Linked DNA regions of Zea mays: region 2 is linked to region 1. A link is a contact called in public Hi-C data. All regions are on one chromosome and are shown on one strand. Each heading gives the region's core, a stretch centred on a gene start, on an enhancer-like site or on the middle of the called end of the contact. The rest is flanking DNA. Distances are from core to core; before and after follow the strand shown. Region 1 has its middle 41 kb from the start of LOC103655549. Region 2 overlaps LOC100193062.

What was found. A called contact is a pair of places that touch in the nucleus more often than the background predicts.
Region 2: a contact with region 1 is called in a Hi-C map of ear, with 2.1 times the contacts expected there. The contact joins two enhancer-like sites. A contact is called at or near these places in 2 of 25 Hi-C or Micro-C datasets (ear and endosperm).

What each region holds. Positions count from the first base shown.
Region 1 is chr4:140,453,042-140,459,410 of Zm-B73-REFERENCE-NAM-5.0, reverse strand. No RefSeq gene overlaps it. Among protein-coding and RNA genes, the nearest start is that of LOC103655549, 41 kb to the right of the region's middle. Within about 2 kb of position 3,485, at least 17 of the 20 cell types and tissues checked have an H3K27ac peak or open chromatin away from gene starts, as enhancers often do. A contact at or near this core is called in ear, where this site is marked.
Region 2 is chr4:140,988,128-140,994,516 of Zm-B73-REFERENCE-NAM-5.0, reverse strand. It overlaps LOC100193062, which reads left to right. Exons shown (of 5, transcript NM_001138228.2): 2 at 14-89; 3 at 389-502; 4 at 1,085-1,186; 5 at 1,386-1,728. The coding sequence ends at 1,430. Among protein-coding and RNA genes, the nearest start is that of LOC100193062, 5.4 kb to the left of the region's middle. Within about 2 kb of position 3,751, at least 17 of the 20 cell types and tissues checked have an H3K27ac peak or open chromatin away from gene starts, as enhancers often do. A contact at or near this core is called in ear, where this site is marked.

The DNA of each region.
Region 1 (6,369 bases), core at 2,236-4,735:
ACCCATTTCACATAATAACGCTCATAAACAATGCCACACCTACGCACAATCTCAAACCCCGCCGTGGGTAACAACTCTCCCCACACCCACCAAACTGCAGCGGCGCTGCTTAACAATTTCATAACTTTAAAATTATGACAGCAGTGGTAACAAACAAAAACTCTAGAGGCATCTACATAAAATTCCCCACAAGTTTTGTATACAGTTTATAATTAAATTCCAACATCTAATTAGCCCAAAATAGTCCACAAGATAAACTCTGTAATCTGTTTTTTTTTGGACAGCAACATACCCGGATTCAAACAGCGATATCTCCTAATTTATAATTCCGAATTGAGCGCATAAGTACTTGTTGAAAAGGTATGACAATGATCTACATAATTCTCATACTGTTTATCACTAATTACCCACGAAAAATCCCCAGAAACTGCTAATACTACTTCTGTACGCCCACCTGCAGAAATCTGTTTCTTTGGACAGCCACATACCCGGGTTCAAACGGCGATATCTCCTAATTTATAACTCCGAATTGAGCGCATAAGTACTCGTTGGAAAGGTATGACAAAGCTCTACATGATTCTCATACTGTTTATCACTAATTACCCACGAAAAATTTCCTAGAAACTGGTAGAACTACTGTTGTTCGCCCACCCTCTAAACTTCTGGACAGCACCTCTACCAATTCGCATACGCAACATCTATTCAATTGAATTGCAGCACAAATAAATAAGAAATAAACACAAAATCACTTTGGATTCTCCCCCTTTCCTTCCTCCCTTCTTCCCTCCACCAAAACCAATTGGAGACTTGCACCACGCGACGAAGATCCAAGCGGCAAGGAATGGCACCTTTAGGAGGAGGAGATGGGGGGCGGCTAGGGTTAGGTGGTGTGGCTGCAAGAGTTTGAGGGAGGAGGAGATGGGAGGGGGGCGGCCAAGGGCTAGGGGAAATGTGGGGGGGCTGCACAAGGGGGGATTAGGGGGAGGGCGGCTAGGGTTAAGGGGAGGCTAATGGGCCGGATCAAGATTCATGGCCCAACTCGCCCACGCGACAGCTCCCGACCCCGTCGCAAGCGTCTAACCAAAGAAATTATACTGTCTTACTAGTGAATGTTTTCCACAAATTCCAAATCCCCAAAGCGCATCACCCGAATGAGAAAAAAACAAAAAAAAAGAATAACCCCCAACTTCACTTCTTTGCAAACCGGGTATCACAGTTAGAAACATATGGTAAGATAGAATTGTAGGTAAGACAAGTAATTACGAAACATGATCTTTTGGGGGTTTTATTAGTTCAGTAGATTAGTGTGTCACCTACTAATACTAATATATTACCTTATGGTGGTACATGCTAGAATGCTCTGCTATACTATTTCAATCAATCAAAGAATCAAATCAAGCATTTATCATCAGAACAAACATCCAAACATTTTAGATAGAGAAAATATATATTTTTTAGGTCCCCTATCTCTTTAGAGGGTCTTATATGTAGGATTCCAAGGTGTGAAATCCTTCTTGTCTTTCTAGAGTAGAAAAGATAAGAATAGTCAGAGTGGAACAACCAAAGGTGAGACATGATCAAGAAAAGTATAGAAAGAATCAGAGTAAGGTAAGTAGGTAAGGGTTTTGACCAGTTCTATCTAGGTTTCGTCCTACAGTCAACATTTTCTCGGGTACCACTTCTGTTACACTCGAATTTAAGGGGTAAAGCCGGGTGCGTCTCATATGTGCGCCAAAGAAGAACAACACATATAATGACCAAGTGTGCAGAGATAAATATCACAAATATTATTACATAGCGGTAGTGTCTTACAAAATTAAATGATAACAATAAAGCGAACTAAATATTATTCCTTGGCGCCATAAAGCTGACTGGAAGACGCCACCTAGATAATCTCGTACTCCTCGTTGTAGACCTCCTCCTGGACTACCTGCTCTTCACCTGTGGGGGGTTTATATGTCGCAAGGGTGAGCTCACAAAAGATCATATCTCAGCAAGTTGTGGGGAATAATGTGCATGAACTCACCAAAGGTGGGAGCTCATGTGAAGTGTAAGGCTGATCAACAAATAAGGGTTAAAGCTGAGCATTGCTTTTAATAAGTTGGTCAGATTTTATTAGCAGTTACTAAATGTAAGTATATACCAAACTAGTAATAGATCAAAGTTAATAATAAAACCATAATGCGATGCAAATGACAAATTGAATTTAATTCCATAAATTAATCATGCAAGAGTCCTGAGCTGCTAATGACCGCGAGCACGACTAGTATACCAGTTTTACACTCTGTAGAGGTTGTACCCTTTACCCACAAGTCATGTTACCCATCTGCCAAGGGGTCATGAATCCCATACACCTCTACCAGGAAGCGAGGCCGGGTAACACTACGAGGCCTTTACAAAGTTCCACTAGCTTCAGAAAACCCGCTACAGTTCTAGGGAGCGCAATGCAGGAATCCCCCGTCTGAAAAGCCATCGCAGCAAAATCAACCCGAGAACCTCCCCACACCGATAACTCCCCTACTTCCCTTGCCCCTTTCGGGTAAGGTAGACCTCCACTAGCTTTCCTAATTAGTCAGCAAAGGGCGTCCCATTCCACCCTTGTGGTGGCACGTGTTTCTCAAGTTAAGCTCCATGTTCCTATTAACATAATAGTCTTATCATGAACAAAATAGAATAACAATAATAAATCATGACCATGTGTAATAATTATCTTAACACCCAAAACCACATATAGCAATAGCAAAGACTATCCAAAAGTTCAGGGGTAAACAAGGTGTAAAGATAACCAAACTAGTGTGACCTATTGGGTCCCATCAAAATTAAGCCTAAGCATGCCAAAATGATTATAGAGAACATTATTGGGTAAATAAAAGTGGTCAAGGGCATAACTTTCCTTCAACGAGCTCCTGCTCAAAATTTTCCACATGCTGAGCACCTGGGTCCTCGATCACTTGCTCGACTACTCGTAGCAACACAAACAAACATGGTATAGCATAAATTAACATCACACCAAACATCAGAACATAATGCATGATAATAATCTATGCATCGTAACGAGATTGTAGGTTCAAGAATCACTAAATTCGAAGTTATGGATAACAAGTTATGATTTTTCGAAGTTTTTAAGTAGTTGATACAGGATAAACTAAGTGGACAAATTTAATCTATGTTTCATGATAAAACAGAGTTACTAGGTGATAAACAATATTAAAATAAAATTATTGCAACTGGAATAGATTAAAAAGGAGTTAAAACGAATTAGTTATGAATTAAATAATTTTCTAGAATTATTTTTATACTAAAAAACTTTTTCTAGTTGATTTTATTAAATCTGCAATTTATTTGGACCGCGCGCACAAAAACGTGAAAGGCCAGGGGTTGATTTGTAAGAATCCATGGTTCAATTGTAATTACTCTACACTGCACGTAGACGGTGGATTTATATCGAGAAAGATCAGGGTGTCTTTAGCAAAAGAATTGGCCGAAGGGGTATCCTGGAACCCTGGTCGTCCGATCGAAACTCGACGGCCGAGATTAAATCTATTCCTCTCCGTGAACTGGTTTATCACACCGAGCGCCCGCACGAAGATCGATGGCCGAGGATTTCCCGCGACAACAACTCTCTCCCGACCATATGATCACAGATCCATGGCCCCGATTTAAAACGAAGGGGTAACCTAAGATCTAACCGTGGCCACCTGAATCTAGATCAAGGGCCAGCATAAAACCCTCCCCAAATCCTCATAGCTAACCGAACCGGCGACGGCGCACACCGGCAAACGGCGGAGCCATGGCCAGAGATCCCGTTCCGGTACCCTGGATCCCAATTTCCCCACCCCGCGAGACGATTCATGGCAAAGAAAAGATGGTGAACTCCCACCACTAAACTTCTACCGCGGGTTTTAACGCATGGGCCCTGTCCCCTAATGGCCCAGCCAACGGCGCCAATCAGCGTGGTGGTCGCAGCTATTCTGGTACAGAGCACGAGGCGAGAAGCGCCATTTGATTCTTAGATGAACGACGAATCGAGTAGAGGCCCATACCAGGAATCCCGGGTGGAGGTGAATTCAAGCAACATGCAGATGGGGCTTTGCTTCGACGCCGACGAGGAATTGACACCCAATGGGTACTACTCCATGCCCAACACCGATATAATCTTGCTCTACGCGCTGCGGCGAACTCTGTTGGCTGGATTCGAGGTCGCAATAACGGCAAAACCCAAGCGCAGCGACGGTGGCACCGGCGCTCTATTTCTCTCAGTCCCTCCGCACGACGCTAATTGGTGAAATGAGGAGAAGAGGAGAGGGGGTCGTCCACTTATCTTGCGGCGAAGCCAATGGCAAGAGGATCTCGCCCGACGGTTATGCCAGCTGGAACTGCGGAACGGCGGTTATAACGCCCACAACACCGGCGATGCGGACACGGAGACCCGGTCGCAGCTGATGGATGACGTGTGGGACCCGGTGGACAGAGAGCTTAGGCAACGGATGGCGCAGGCGCTGACAGACCTGGCCCATACGTCAGTGCGCGGTTGAACTTGGCGAGTGGGGCTCGCCAGTCAGTGCAGGTGCTAGGAGCGCGCTGTTCAGTCGGGCTAGCTGGGCCGTGCGAAAGACTAGCCAGTTGGGCCGGCCGACCGGATGTGGCCCAAGTGGAGTTCTCAGTTTTTCTTTTTCCTTTTCTGATTTCTTTTCTTTCTATTTTTAGATTTAGATTTCAAATTTGTTGTAAAATTCATACTTAGATTAAATGTGCAAATTAAAAATACTAGTATGGAAAGGATATATTTATTTATATATGTGACAGAACCTGTCAAGTCATTAGGCCCACCTACAGTTGTCCTTGTCCAACGGACCTCAAACAACCCTGTAGGTGCACCTGATCACTTGACAAGTTCTGTATCTGTATTCTTTACCTTGCCCAAGAGCGTTTCACCAGTCACGTAGATATTACAACACATCGAAGGTACGAATATGTGGAAGAAGTTACAACAACTTATTTTATATTAAAGTATAGAAAGAGTAGTATTATTACAGACCAGAGCAAATATAAGAGTGCTGGAGTAATATTATTACATAACTTGGGAGGCAAAAACCCCTCCCGATAAACAGTAAAAAGTTTTTCTTAAAGGAGGACACTTCCTCTCGAGGCTTCAGTCTTGGTTTTCTTCCTTTGGCACCACCTTGGAACAAAAGCAACAAAAACTTGCTGCTTCCTCAACTAAAACAACATGGGACAAAGCCCTGAGTACGAAGTGTACTTTCGCAAGTCTTACCCGTCAAAATAAAAAGACTCTCAAGGATATGCTGGCCTTTGGGAATCAAGGTATGGCTTATCAATAATCAAGGCTCTGTTTGTAGAAATGCTTACTAATAGTGGATCCTTAAAAGTCTAGTTTTATTAGCAAGTTGAGTCATTACCTGAGTTCTAGAGTTCTTTCTACCCTAGTTCAAGCACTTGACCTATACTAGCCAATTTCTTATTAACCCTTCTTGTTCACTGGATTGCTACGTGTAGGGCAATGACCAAGTCTTCATGTTCGAGAAGTAACGGCGATCCAAACGAATCGATTAATAGCCAGCTGGGGATCTTCGATCACACGACATATGTAGCACTTAACCCTTGCATATGTCAACTCGCCACCGGGGTTCTTAAGACCAGATCAGGTTCACGCCAACCGAGAGCACAAATACACCATCGTCCAGCCTCTTGCCAAGGAGGGTACACGCTACTGTCACCATCTCTTCACTCCCATTGCGTGTTATCTTATTCTGGTATTAGTCTGCCCGAGGCAAAGCTTACCCATGACGAGGCATGTGACCAGTTAAAAGGTCCTCGATCATCAAGCCTACATCGAGACGGTCCTTAATCGACTCAGACGGAGACACTACACCGAGACTCTCCTCTCGTGCAAGTCACTCGCCCGGTCTCAGCTTTATCATTTCAAACCCAAAGTTTGGTACCTGGTAGAGGTACATCTTTTCTGATGTTCAACCCATCATGGCCATGATGGATCCACCATCAAGTTTTATTTTTGAAAACACCCCACCCACTTGAAGCATCATCTTTTGTCAAAACAAAACATTTTGTTTTTCTAGAGCAAAGCTAAGCATAAGAAAAACCTTTTTGTAAAACAGGGGATTAAGGAAAAGTAATCAAATCCTCAAGGAAGGAAATGCAGCAACTGGTTTAGCACACACTCCTATCACCTAATGCATCAAGCAAGTGAGAAAGATTTTAAAATAACAAGGAGGTGGCAAATGCACCGGGGCTTGCCTTGTGTTATAGGTGAGTCAGGCTCTGCTCCACAGATGTCAAAATAAAAGCAGTTCCCTGCCTGAGGTTCTTCAGGTGGTGTAGCCCTTGCTT
Region 2 (6,389 bases), core at 2,502-5,001, 530 kb before region 1:
TTTTCTCTCATAGATGGACGATCCAATACAAGCAATTGGGACATACAATATATCGGAGAAGCCACGTTCTGGCCTTTGCTAGTGCAGATGTATGCATCAGGCTTTTTGAGCATACCATCTATTTTTTTAGGGTTGGTCGGATATGAAATTAATAATGTTTGTTGAGCATAACTTTATGTGATTTTTTTACAAGTTTAAGCTCAATTTCATATTCCTATATCCCAACCAGGACACCATAATTGCTTAGTACTCTTCACTTTATGCTTTATAATATCCCAGGTTCTGGAGAAAGTTATTCAACTTTATTTAGTGCCAGTTGCTGAATCCTTATTCTATATAATGCATCCTCTCTTGGTAGCTGAACTGGGTTTTTTTTCAAATGAATCAGGCACCACAAGGCAAAAGAAGCTCAGGTGAGAATGTTGTGATGGTTGATCCACTGGAAGCTAAGCGCCTAGCTGCTAAACAAATGCAAGAAATTAGGGCCAAAGAAAAGCTGAAGGTGCATTGTTGCTGTATTGGAGTGTATCATTCCTTAGACTAAATCAAATAATCAATCATATATGCTAATAGATGGAACCTTCGTAGTAAGGAAAAGTGGAAAACATATACCTTTTGTTTGGGCCAATTGTTGGTGCTGAATCGTTGTTTCAGAAAACTGGAAACAGAACTAGGCTTTTCCCTGTTCATGCTGTCCTGCAATATGAGAACGAGAAACACCATTGTAGTATTTGTTTGGTCGTAATTTTGTGTTCCGGAGCTGAATCGGAACGGTTCCTAGGTGTCAAATGCACCCTAAATTAAAAAAATCTACCTGTGGTGGAAATTATAGCTCATAAGAGAGATGCTGAAATTCATTTAGTGAAACATATATGTTTATTTTATTATTTCACTAATGTATGGTCTCCACTTTCTGTTAACAAATAGTTATTTAATCATCCATTAATTGGTGTCTGTTTGTCCTGGAGAACATCATCTGCTGCACTCCCCTCTGAATCCCAATATCAGTCTATATTATATATTGATGCTTCATTGTGTTTTCTTACTCTTCAAATTTGATCCGAATCACTGGTCTGTTGTGTAGAGGCGCCGTCAAGCAGAAGCGATCAACGGGGCATTGGCAGTGATAGGACTCACGGCTGGATTGCTAGTGGAGGCTCAGACAGGAAAGGACATCTTAGGGCAGGTACATAAACCAAATGTAGTAGAAATTCAGTTTTTAATATATACAAACTTTTACCATAACCAATAAACATAGCTTGGAAATGTTAAAATGGACAGCAGTAATGTCTGATACTAGATAATTATTTACTTAGAAACCAGAATGTTAATTACTGCTGTTTCGCGCTACTGATATGTGATCGTGTGCTCATCCATTTCTGCAGCTAGCTGGATATCTGACGGCTATTTCTAGTTTATTTGGGCAATAACACTGGACCATGGTTGGAGATTTATTTTTCACGTTCCACGGCCAGGAGAGGTCTTATCTGAATCTTATTTGATGGATCCACCCAATTTTTTTGGGAGCTGATCCCAGATGGATGTGGAATAGCGCACCCAGACTTGTATGTTGATCAAGCACGATAGCATGGGCTGAACATTAGTATTTCTATGTAGCACATCAATTTCTGACGATAGCGCCTGCTAAAGAGCAGTTCTATTCATACTCAAATGTGAAATGTTGAAGTCTTCGAGAAATCTTTTCCTTCTTCTGCCCAAACCATTAAGCTGATGGCACATTGGCACCTGCAGTGGATTGATGAGTCTCGCTAGCGTGTGACTTCATCTTGCCATGAAAATGTGAGTACCTTAGAGCATCTCCAACCGCTCAAGTTAATATCCCTATACCTACGGATTGGGTCTTCCAAAAAAATCTTTAGTACCTAAAGAAGTCTCTACTCCAATAGCTTCCTTTAATTTCCCTAAAAATTGGTAGCGGACAGCGGCATGGGGGGACTCATTCATAGTCTGCAGGCGGGCGCGGAAAGTGTGCCTGGTAATGAACGGGAAGAAGACGCTCTCATCTGTTGGGAGATGTAGAGCAGCCACTTGCACTCGACGTCCTGGATGGCGCGCACCGCAAGCTCGTTGAGCCGCTCGCCAAAGCACGAGGAGCAGTGGCGGTCTTACATTTTAGTGGCCCGGTCCGAGGCAAGTTTTAAACTAGAGGCCTTTCTAATTATTTTTTATATATACATGTTATCCAATATATATATCTAAAAATATTCATATTAAATAACAAATAAATAAATAAGTACATATTACAGTATAATCTTAAAATTTTATTCTAACATGTTTGAATATGATCTAGATATGAATATATCGTAGTTGTCAACTCTTCAATACTATACTGTTGAACTATTATGCCATAAAGTTATAGTCTAGACAATATAAGTATATATTTAGGGTTGGGCCTTTTGAAATCGGGGGCCCGGAGCGGTCGCCCCTCTGCCACACCCACAGGGTTGCTCCTGATGTAAAGCCCAAAATTTATATATAAAAAATAATAAAATAAATAAAAAAATAAATAAGGGATAAACACTATTTTTTTTATATAAACTTTTAGCTTGACTGCATACGAAGCCAGGCGTGTGTTGCATATTGAAGATATTTTTTAAATAAATAGACAATAAACTTTTAACTTTGAATAAAGTGCTCACTTATTTTATTAAAAAATATGAAAAAGGGTCCTTAATGATTTAATTGTGTGATTTATTCTTAATTAAGTCTACATGTTTTGAAGCATTTGCTTAGACAAGTAAAATAATATATATATATATATTCTATACTTGCATCATGTTGGGTCTCTTGTTTTGTTTATATTTAAAATGCTAACTCAGATTCAAATTTATTTGAAATAGAAAATAGGAAATAGAAATGGAAATAGAAAAGGAAAATAAAAAGAAAAGAAAGAAAACTCGCCTCGGGCCGAAACCCTACCGCAGCCCACTAAATCCCACACTGCAGCCAACTCGCGCGCGCAGGTTAATCCCCACTACCTCTGGCGCGCGGGTCCCGCTGTTCAGCTTCACTGGGCATGCTGCATCCACCTTCGATCACCGACGAGTGGACCCCTAAAGTCAGCTTAGTCTCATCGTAACAGAATCCCCATGGCAGAACAAACCAGGGTCGCCATGGCCGAGTGCCCGACGATCTCGCGGGTGGTTTTCTCGCTCGAATTTCGGGGCTAGCAGATATAAATCCTGAAGCGCCCTGCCCCTTTCCCCTCGTCATCTTCATCACGGAAAGCACCACGAGCTGGGAACTCGCTCAAGGAGGATCCCCTGACCGCGCCGCGCATAATCTCGTTGAAAGGGGCGTCTTCGGGGCTGGATTTGTGGCTCTGGGGAATCACTAGGTTGAGTAGAAGATATACAAAGCATCGGCATCCATGGGGAAGCTTCGGATTTGGCGCAATTGCTCGTCGTCGACATAACGCCGCCGCGGGCCGCCCTGTGTCATGGACGATGCTCCTGTGCACGTCATCCACGGTGAGCTCCTTCCCGGTTGCTTCGCTATTGATGCCCGCTTTAATTTTTGACCTGCCATAGGGTTAATCATGCCCGGGAATGCTATATTGGGGTGCTCCGGTGAGCTCCCTGGCTTGGGCTGGGATGCCACTGCTCGGCCTCGGTCGGGTGGTGGAAGAAAGCCCTAGGGCCGTTGGATTCGTAAGCGACGATCAGGATTAGATTGCGACCTCATTCAATCTGGGCCATCAAACTGATGTGGACGGTTAGGATTCGATTACAACATAGCCCGTCATTCGGTGTGATCGCAGCCGCTAGTTGTGTATCGAACGGTCGAGAATAGATCATAGAATAACTGTTCGGTTACATTGGTTCCTGGCCATCGAATCTCTATCTGATGGTTAATATTGCGTACCGGTTCAATTATGTGATGGCTTTTGATATGGGCCCTCGGTTCTGGATCGGCCGGATCTGGTTATCCCGTACCCTTTTCGTCGTGGCAAGTTTACTGAAAAGACCCCATAGAACCCTATAAACAACCTGCAGTCCACACTGTGGGGAATCCTGAGTCTGGGGAAACATTGCTAGTTAGCCCCTGTAGTTTCTGATAATTATGCGCCTAGTCCAGTGACTTAGGAAAGTAGGAAAAACAATATAGAAAATACTTTTCTAAGCACAAAAATAATTCTAGAACTTGTGAAATTCATAGTAAATTCATTTTAACTCCAAATTGAGTCATTCCAGTTGCAATAATTTTGTATTAATATTTTTTATCACCTAGTACCTTTGTTTAACCATGAAACTTGAATTAAAATTGTTCATTAGGATTAATCTATTCTAAGCACTAAATAATTTCGGAAATTCATAACATAATAACCGTAGCTCCGAATTTAATGGTTTTTGTTTCTACGATCTCGTAGCAACGCATAGAATATTATTACGCAGTTTATTCTTATGTTTGGTGTGATGTTAATTCTGCCTATACCATGTTTGTTTGTATTGCTACGACTAGCGCGAGGTTATGAGCCACCTAAAGAGCAAGTTGGTACCTGGAATCTTAAGTGCCAGGCAAGTTGTGCCCTTGATCACTTCTTTTTACCCAGTCATGTTCTTATTAATCATAATGATCTGCATAGGTTAATTTTGATGGGACCCAATAGGTTACCCTAGATTTTGACTATCTTTATACCTTGTTTCACCACTGATTTTACTACTAATTTTTTTGGTAGTACATGCTATTGCTTTATGTGGTTTTGGGTATAGAGATATTTATTACTCATGATTACACTTTTTATTATATGTTTATTATTTACTGTTCATGATAAGATCATTATGTTAATGGGAACATGGAGAACCACCCGGGAAAATAGTGCTACCATAAGGGTTTAATGGGACGCCCTTGGCTAACTAACTAGGAAAGCTAGTAGAAGACTACCTTACCTGAAAGGGGCAAGGGCAGTAGGGGAGTGGTAAGTGTAGGGAGGTCCTCGAGTTGATTTTGCTGCGATGGCGATCACGCGAGGTATTCCTGCAATGGAGCTTCCTATAAACTATAGCAGGTTTTTGGAAGCTAGTGGAACTTTGTAAAGGCCTCGTAGTGTTACCCTGCCTCGCCTCCTTGGTAGAGGTATATGGGATTGGCCGTCTCTTGGCAAATGGGTAACATGAATTGTGGGTAAAGATGCGCAACCTCTGCAGAGTGTAAAACTGGTATACTAGCCGTGCTCACGGGCATGAGCAGCTCGGACACTCACATGATTAATTTATGGAACTTAAATTAAATTTGTCATATGCATTGCATCGCAGGTGTTGTTATTACTTTTGTACTACTACTTAATTGGGTTGGTATTTACTTATACTTAGTAATTACTAATAAAATTTTGACCAACTTTAAAAGCTATGCTCAGCTTCAGCCATCCTCTTTGGTAAGCCTTACACTTCACGTGAGCTCCCACCTTTGGCGAGTTCATGCACATTATTCCCCACAACTTGTTGAGCTAAGAACGTATGTGAGCTCACTCTTGCTGTCTCACACCCCCACAGGTGAAGAACATGTACCACAGGATGAGGTGCTTGGAGAATGTTGTGATGTGTTCGTGAGAGATCTAGGTCGTCGTCTCCCAGTCAACTTTGGGTTGCTGGACCATCGTCTCCTTATAATGTATATATTTATTTATTTTGTACAGAACTCCTATTATATAGTAAAGATGTGACATTCGATCCTGTGCCATTAGGGATGGCAATGGGTCTGGTTCGGATCGGGTAGGAAAAATACCCGCCCGCGATCATACCCGCGGGGATTACTCATGCCCGCCCGCAACTATACCCGCGGGTAAAATTTTATGCCCGTGCCCATACCCATCGGGTATCGGGCGGGTATCGGGTACCCGTCAGATATAAAAAGATTTGCTAACACTTATCATAACTGATAAAAAAATAATTATCAAAATAATCGCATGCACATGTTTCCTAAGAAGTTTGTCGTTGAACATGAATTCATGATTAAAATTTAGTTCCTCATGAATTTAGTACGTGGTGAGTCAAGTGGTGCGGTGGTGCCTATGTATCAATAACTGTATTAACTGCTATTATGCAGCAGCAACAGTGCTTCTTGTGCATGCTACACTTATGGGCCATTTCAGAGCTCTCCTCACTACTCACTACTCACAATTGCGGATGAACTAGGCTAGTACCTGCGCCAAGGGACAACAGCCCAGCACTCAGTGTCGCCGTGGGCTAATGAGATAGGTCATTAGGTTGATATTTTTGGTGGGCTAAAAAGTTGTATCACAAATTTCGGATATCCACCGGGTACCCGCGGGCAAGAGATAAAACCCGTACCCGACCCGATTTTATCACGGGTCGGATACGGATAAGACCCGCGGGTCAAATTACGTACCCGAATCCGAACCCGATGGG